Regions from separate parts of the Mus musculus genome. Here region 2 is linked to region 1. The links are chromatin contacts, called in public Micro-C maps. All regions are on one chromosome and are shown on one strand. The core of a region is the stretch at or near the end of the contact, and the rest is flanking DNA. Distances in the headings are between cores, read along the strand shown. Region 1 has its middle 15 kb from the start of Gm36769. Region 2 has its middle 19 kb from the start of Gm36827.

Region 1 (3,844 bases), core at 448-2,947:
AGAGGTTAGATAACGAAGCGGCTGCACATGATCCTGTCTGAAAAATCCAGGGCTATAGATTAGCATCTCCTGTGTCATCATCTGACCAACAATGTAGAAAGCCGGGGCCTCTAAGGGAGATGAAAGACAGCAACAAAGAGAATTGTTCCTATTGATAGAGAGAGGAGATCAGGAACAACAATAACAAAACAACAACACAAAAGAAAGTTTTTATCAAACAATAGAATCCTGTCAAAGAACATGGATTTATAGGCATGTTATCTTAAAATAATAGTTTTAAAACTATTTCTTGAGATGCAAGAATGATTGATTATAGATCTTTATAGAAGATAAAGAGTCAAAGATGGAAGTAGAAACAAGAAGAAGGGTTTTTTTTGTTTTGTTTTGTTTGTTTTGTTTTTGTTTTTGTTTTTAAAGCAAATAATTTAGAATATTGAACCAGGAGTTTCAACATTTTGGAACACTTCTGGAACGAAAGAGGAAACAACCACAAAGTAAATAGTTCAGGACAGAGTTGAAAAGCCCAGTACATGCTCAGCCTGGTGCTGATCATGAATTCGGCAAGGCAAGGATAGTGCCCATTCTTACTCTTGCTTCCTCCTTGAGTTCCTGCCCTGACTACCTATCAGGATGGGCTGTAGGTTGTAGTTCCTAACCCTTTCCTTCCGCAGGTTGGTCTTGGCCATGGTATTTACTGCAGTGATAGAAAGCAAACTAATACAGAGCTGTTGACTACAGAGCTGTTGAACTATGTGTCCGTGGTTACTCTTATTTAGAAAACAAAACAAAAACAAAACAAAAACAAAAAAACAAAGCAAAAAACAAAAATAACTGTAAAATGTACAAAACAAAATTCTTTCAGATTGCTTAAAAATGATTTGGGCTAATAAACGTCACCCTGTTTTATATGATAAAATATTTAAGTACAGCAAGTGACAAATTTGGCCCAATTTCAGAGAAAGACATTTAGTAGTTGAGCTTCCTGAAAGAGAGAGGGAGGAGGGTTAAGAGGGTTCTCTGTCTTTATCTAGAGCAGAGGAGCTGGGTAGTTGCAATTTTTTTAGTATTAGCCCAGCTTTACTGGCTGAGCTCTGCCTTTCCTGTGGAAGGAAAAGTTATTCTGCGCTCAGCATTAGCGTCAAAGGGCTGCAGACCCACGCCTGCTGGTTTCAATTAGCGTGCCAGCCCCAGTGGCATGTCCGGCAGCCAGGGTTTTATTAGGGCTCGGTCATCTCCTCCTCCAAGCCACGTGAATGGCCTGCGGTTCTACAAGCTTCCCTTGACCTTCCAATCCCTCTGGAGCTGTGTGACCGCTGGACGCTGAAGCTACAGCTGTCTGCCTCTTGACTCCCAAAACCCAATCTGCTCTGAAATCTTCCCTTGGGACAGAGAGGGAAAGCGAGCTGATAGAGAGAGAGGTCTCTCCCTAATATGAACTTGTTATTTTAAAGCTTGGGTGTGTTTGAGCACTGGGATGTGTGCATGCGTGAGTGGCTGCGGCAGAGAGGTGAAAGGTGAGGACCCTGGGGATCTCTGCTGCTCTCAGCCAAGGGACCAGTTCTGGGCTAAAGGCAAACAGCAGTTTCAGAGCAGGGCAGGGATATTTAAAAGTCTGGCACGGGAGACACAAGAGGAGTGAGCAAACCTGGAATTTAGCCTAAAGAAGAGAAGGTTGAGGGTGATTTAAAAAGGAACTGTAGAGCAGGAAATGTCATTATAGCGGGAATGAGGACCAGATGTTCTCTGTGTCATCAGAGTACACAGCAGAGAGAATGACCTTACAGAAAAAGGCATAACTTTGTGGCATTTGAACACCCAAATGGGACGCTCATGGCGCCTGTGGAATTCTCCATCTGAAAGACCTTTCTCTTCTGTGCAGGTTTGTGTATAGCTTTGCAGGAAGCATAAAGGGGGTAGGTAGGAAACGGTCTGGAGGCTCTTTTCTGAGTGCCCACTGTATCACAACAGCAGAACGTTCAGGGCGATTAGCAAAGGGCTTTGTGGAAGCCTCAGACAGAAATCCAGGGTGCCTGTGAGTGTATGGACCTGAATGTCCTACATAATCTTATCTTTTCAATTTCCCTGAATGTTTATAAACACGTTGATGGCAGTGATAGAAAGAGACAAGCTTTCAATGAATCACTTGTGTTATGACTTCGCTATCTTCACATTGGAGACTGGAAGGTTGATTATCTAAGGTTTTGATACCCATACTCAGAAACGGCCCAAATGCTGTTTTGACACTTAAGTGACAGAAAATAGGCACTTATTTTCAGGCTTAAACTTTCCTTTTGTTTTCTTAAATGAGATAACAAGTAAGATCTAAATGTATTTTTAAAATTCTCTCATGTGCTCTAATACCAGTTCTATAAAAATGTCTATTAACTTTAAGATAGAAAAAAAAATCCCCATAGAACCTGGGAATGCCATCTCACAGAAATTTAAACAAACCAACTGCAAATTGCTCACTGCAGTGCACTGCAGTCTGTCATTAGTTAGAATAAGTAGTTTTTAATTTGTATCCCTTATGTTCAAATCAAAGCTAACTCAATTAGTAAAATGACCATGAGTAAAGAGGCTGATGGCTAATTACCACTGATTATATCACTACTTACTGATTAATGGCCTCAGTATGATAGCCAGGAATTCTGATAAAACTCATCCTTGTATCTTTTAATCAACTAAATTGTGTTAATTTCAACAATCTGTTCTAATTTAAGGAAGTCCTTATCCTCTATGACAATGAAACCAGTTTGTTATTCAGAGGAAAGCAAAACCTACAGATGCTTAGCTATGCTGCCTTAAGTGAGTTTTCCAAGTCATATTCATTCCTTCTTTCCTGTTTGATGCGATGACTCAAGTTTCTCAGTGAGAAGACACCTCCCCTTGTGGTCATCTTTTATGTTCTTGCAGCAACCCAAAAGTGTTGCACTTACCTATCAAGCAATTAAATATATATATATATATTGCTGTAAAGAGACACCATGACCATGGCATCTTGTATTTAAAAAAAAAAAAAAAAAAACAGAAAATGTAATTGGGGCTGGCTCACAGTTCAGACATTTAGTCCGTTATCTGCAGGGCAGGAAGCATGGTGGCATGGCATGCATGGTGGCATGTCATGCTGGCAGAAATGATTCTGGGGAAGAGCTGAGACTTCTATTATCTGAATCTACAGGCAACAGGAAGAGAGAGATTGCCACACTGGGCACAGCATGAGCGCCTAAGACCTCAAGGTCTGCCCCCAGTGACCACTTCTTCCAACAAGGCCTCACCTATTCCAGGTCATACTTCCTAATAGTGCTACTCCCTATGGGCTTATGGGGAAGGGGCATTTTCATTCAAACCACCACGATAAATCAGCAAACTTCTTGAAAGGGAGATGCCGTAGCCAATGTTTCTTACAACCCTTTCCAACAAGGTTGAGCTGAAGGTGCTCCCAGAAAATAGATGTTTCTTCTACTGGCTCCCATTCAGAAAGAGGAGTGTGAGATATGTGCCAAGGGTGGGGTACAACTGACTAGCACTATAGTTTGTCAAAAGTCACAGATATCAAATACTCTGTAAGTCACAGCATTAGAAAGAAACTATACTAACCCTCCCCAAAGTACCAGTACCCAAAACCAGAACAAGAAACAGCATGTAGAGAGCTTTTTTAAGGATACTTAAAAATGTCTATTTCATAACGGGTTCAAATATTTGAGTAGATGAATTGATGAATTCATGTTCCCCTGTGTACACGTACATACATCCTCACATAAACCCCTCTTATTATTAGGCCACTGGTGGTTTGTAGGTAAGGTTGTGATTTGGTACACAATAGGTAAGTCCACACGCAAATTTT
Region 2 (3,953 bases), core at 107-2,606, 80 kb before region 1:
TCCCCCCTCCTCCCTTTTCCTCCTCCTCCTTCTTTTTCTTCTTCTTCTCCTTCTTTTTCTTCTGTGTTTCAAAGATTGGTAATATTGTACATCTTGAGTATTATTCTCAGAAACCCTCCCGAATATGATTCATCTGGCTGATAGATTACTTTCATTTCCTAATTTGATATATATTATATAATTTGAGAATGTGCCTCATACAGTTTCAAGAGCTTCAATGCAACAACGGAAACAAACATCTGGACCCATTTTATCAACTTGCTCATTCCTATCTTAAATGAGAAAATAGTATATTTTTAATTGAAAATATATTTTTTCATAAAATATATTCTATTATAGTTCCTCCTCTCTCAGCTCCTCCCAGATCCTCCCTATCTCCCTATACACAAAATCAACATCCTTTCTTGCTCTCTCTCTCTCTCTCTCTCTCTCTCTCTCTCTCTCTCTCTCTCTTAAAGGAGAAGGTAGCATATTCTTTTACAAATATTCCATCCCACAGATATTGGTTACATCCATTTATAGAATCAGAAGCTTATAGGAAAACAGCATGAATGCCACAACCATGGAACTGTTCAGTGTAATATCTGCATGCAGCCTATAACAACAATAACAGTAACAACACTCTCCTGATTTGGGTGCAAATAGAAACCAAATGGGGCTTAATTCTCATTAATCAAAGTATAGGGAGATTTTCACTGCATTATCCATCCTTACTTCAGCCTAACTCTCATAAATTTGTAAGTGACTGATTATTGACACCATACAACTTGCAACACAATAGATGGAATTATTGATAATGCCTATGTAGGAACACATGGGACTGACCTAAATATTTCCAAGCTTTATAGTATTAAAGGGGGAGAAATAAAATAGCCTTGGCTCATTTTCCTTTCATTCTCCGACTTGACAGTCCACGTGAGCATTTTCCTTCTCCCCAGACTGTCCGTCATTGGGCAGTGTGCTTTGCTCTACGGACCTCACACCTTTTCATCCCTCATCCCCATCTAGCTTTTACTCCGAGGCTCTAGAACTCTGAAGACTTGTTTACACTTCTAAAGTGTGACATTTCCTTCCATTCAGGGGAATTCAGTTCAAAGTGGTACTCTCTACAAAAAACCACAGAGTCGAAATTACGATCAAATGATCCGTTTTCTTGGACCTCAATCTCTTCTTGTACTAAAAAGAAAAAAAAAAAGTCTTGACAATCAAAACAGACGGCACCTGTCCTGCTTGTAGCTTCGAATAAGCACGTGTAAAATGTGACTTCCGTAGACTGTGACAAATGGCCTATCACAGATCAAATTACTGTCCTAGAATATTTACCGCTTCAGTAGCATGAGTTGGTCAGTAGATGGCACTGTTTGTTACATTAAAAAAGAATCGCTGCCGCCTGAGACATCACCTGATCAGGATAAGGAAGGGTAGGAGGGGAGGCGACCCTGCTCTCACAACAGAAACTGCGTTGATTTCTTAGAGGTTAAAGTGACCTTGAAAAGGATCCCAGCACATCTCTCTGGTTTTTCAAAAGGAAAGTTCTATTTTGGATATTCTCAGAGGGGTGGATATTTTTAACGCACTTCATTTACCCCTTTCAAACGGGAGCTACTCAAAAAATTCTGTATCCGAATCACATCTTTTTTCAGTGTTCTTGTCTTCAGTCCTGAGGTGAATATAGAACACTTCTTTACGGTTTCTTCCTGAAAACTCTGCCGAGGTCTTGAGGGAGGTTCACTAGTATCCGACATAAGCCTTTTGTGCTTCCTTGGTCCCTCTAGTCTGTTTCTCAGACTGTACATCAAATCTGCTCCCTCTTGAATTCTAATATGCCATTCAGTCAGGCCCACTATACAGCATAGTATCTGGATGTATACCTTATTATTAGATAATAAAGATATGTGAATGTTGACAGGACACAGAAGATATTCAGGGTATTTTTATTGGCCCCAAAGATTTCCAATCTTTAGAGAAATTGATCTATCAAAATGAACGGAAATAACGTAACTACAGAGTACAAAATATTGACTTCAACCATTTTAAACCAACTGTCTCTTTTCATCTGATTCTTATTTTTCTATGTTTTCTTTTTCTTTTAATATTTTTATTAGGTATTTTCCTCATTTACATTTCCAATGCTATCCCAAAAGCCCCCCCCCACTCCCCTACCCACCCACTCCCCCTTTTTGGCCCTGGCGTTCCCCTGTACTGGGGCATATAAAGTTTGCATGTCCAATGGGCCTCTCTTTCCAGTGATGGCCGACTAGGCCATCTTTTGATACATATGCAGCTAGAGTCAAGAGCTCCAGGATACTGGTTAGTTCATATTGTTGTTCCACGTATAGGGTTGCAGATCCCTTTAGCTCCTTGGGTACTTTCTCTAGCTCCTCCATTGGGGGCCCTGTGATCCATCCAATAGCTGACTGTGAGCATCCACTTCTGTGTTTTCTATGTTTTCAATGTAAGAATTTAAAGTATTTTCAAGTAAACATTCAAACTAATTTGATATATATATATATATATATATATATATATGTAAATATATATACTGGATCATAAGATATCATCCATTTTTTTAAGCGCTGGTGTTTTCTCTGCTACATTTTAAATCTCACAGAAGCATGTAACTTTTTATATGGCATCGACCACAAGAGTTTCACAGTACATACTTGATAATGCTATACAATGGATGCTTACTAAGCATTAGTTGAATGATTTAACAAATTGTTCCATTTAAGCTAACTATCATCCAGAGCATTGCCAGCTACTTTCAAGATATAGTTTTATTAACTGTCACATCACCATTAAGTTCCTGTATTAAGTCTTTACTACACTGTGCCAAGTCTATAATTTTCCTTTGACAAAGTAAAAACAAGCCTTGAAAAATTAATTCTTCAAATTATGAGTGTATATAGTGCAGCAAATTATTCTGTATAATTTTTCTGAGCAAAATATTGTTATAAACATTTCCATTGTATTTTCTTACAATTAAACTTTAGTTATTTTAATTCATTTGGAAATATTTAGGGTTTAATTTTAAGGATTTTTTCTCTTTATTGAGTTTGCATTATTTGTACTGTTGCTGTTTAGGCTGCCACTTTAACTTTGCTAGTGATTATTTTTATTCATTCATTTTTGAAATTAAGTTTGTTCACTTTATTTTATAGTTAGTGTTTTGTCTTTACGTATGTGTACCATATGTGCTCTTGTTTTCTGCAGTGGTCAGAGGGGGGATTGGAGCCAAAAGTAATTGTGAACCACCATGAGGGGCCTGGGAGTTGAATTCTCTAAGAGTAATAGGTCCTATTAACTACTGAGCTGTGTCTCCAGTCTCTCTCTCTCTCTCTCTCTCTCTCTCTCTCTCTCTCTCTCTCTCTGTGTGTGTGTGTGTGTGCATGCAGATATGTCTTTGTGTTTGTGTGTGTGCGCGCATGTTCATGTGTGCTAACCTACATGTATACCCCCTGTATGCAGGTTCTGATGGAAGCCAGAAGGAGTTAAGAAGACATCGGACCTGTAGTTAAAGCTGGTTGTTAAGCAGCCTGATATAAGTGCTCGGAACTGAGCCTGGATAGTTGGCAATAACAGCAAGTATTCTTAACATGTAGGTTACCTCTTCTGTCTCAGCTACTGGTTATTAACTATAGAAGAGTGAATACATTGTAATTTTCCTATGCAGAACCCAGAATTTTATCACAAAAGATACCATGTAAGATCATTAACATGTGATTATTGAGTACGCCTATTATGTGAGGAAATCACTTGGTATTCCGTACTATCACTTGCCGTCCTGTGAATGTATTTAAAACAAATAGGTACTGTCTCTTTGGGGGAAAAAAATTGATACAGATGACAGTAAATACCGGAAACAGTATTTAAATTAGGGAAATAGAATTTAAAACCACAATGTGATTCCCCTGTGGAGACTGAGGTGGTAGCAGATCCTGCAGGAGATGTGG

Evidence for each region. A called contact is a pair of places that touch in the nucleus more often than the background predicts.
Region 2: a contact with region 1 is called in a Micro-C map of granulosa cells, with 2.4 times the contacts expected there. The contact joins two enhancer-like sites. A contact is called at or near these places in 11 of 484 Hi-C or Micro-C datasets (the 3T3-L1 cell line, the C2C12 cell line, cranial neural crest and 6 more).

The regions. Positions count from the first base shown.
Region 1 is chr10:56,918,899-56,922,742 of GRCm38.p6, reverse strand. No RefSeq gene overlaps it. Among named protein-coding and RNA genes, the nearest start is that of Gm36769, 15 kb to the left of the region's middle. Within about 2 kb of position 1,697, at least 111 of the 459 cell types and tissues checked have an H3K27ac peak or open chromatin away from gene starts, as enhancers often do. A contact at or near this core is called in granulosa cells and tail fibroblasts, where this site is marked.
Region 2 is chr10:56,998,929-57,002,881 of GRCm38.p6, reverse strand. No RefSeq gene overlaps it. Among named protein-coding and RNA genes, the nearest start is that of Gm36827, 19 kb to the right of the region's middle. Within about 2 kb of position 1,356, at least 29 of the 459 cell types and tissues checked have an H3K27ac peak or open chromatin away from gene starts, as enhancers often do. A contact at or near this core is called in granulosa cells and tail fibroblasts, where this site is marked.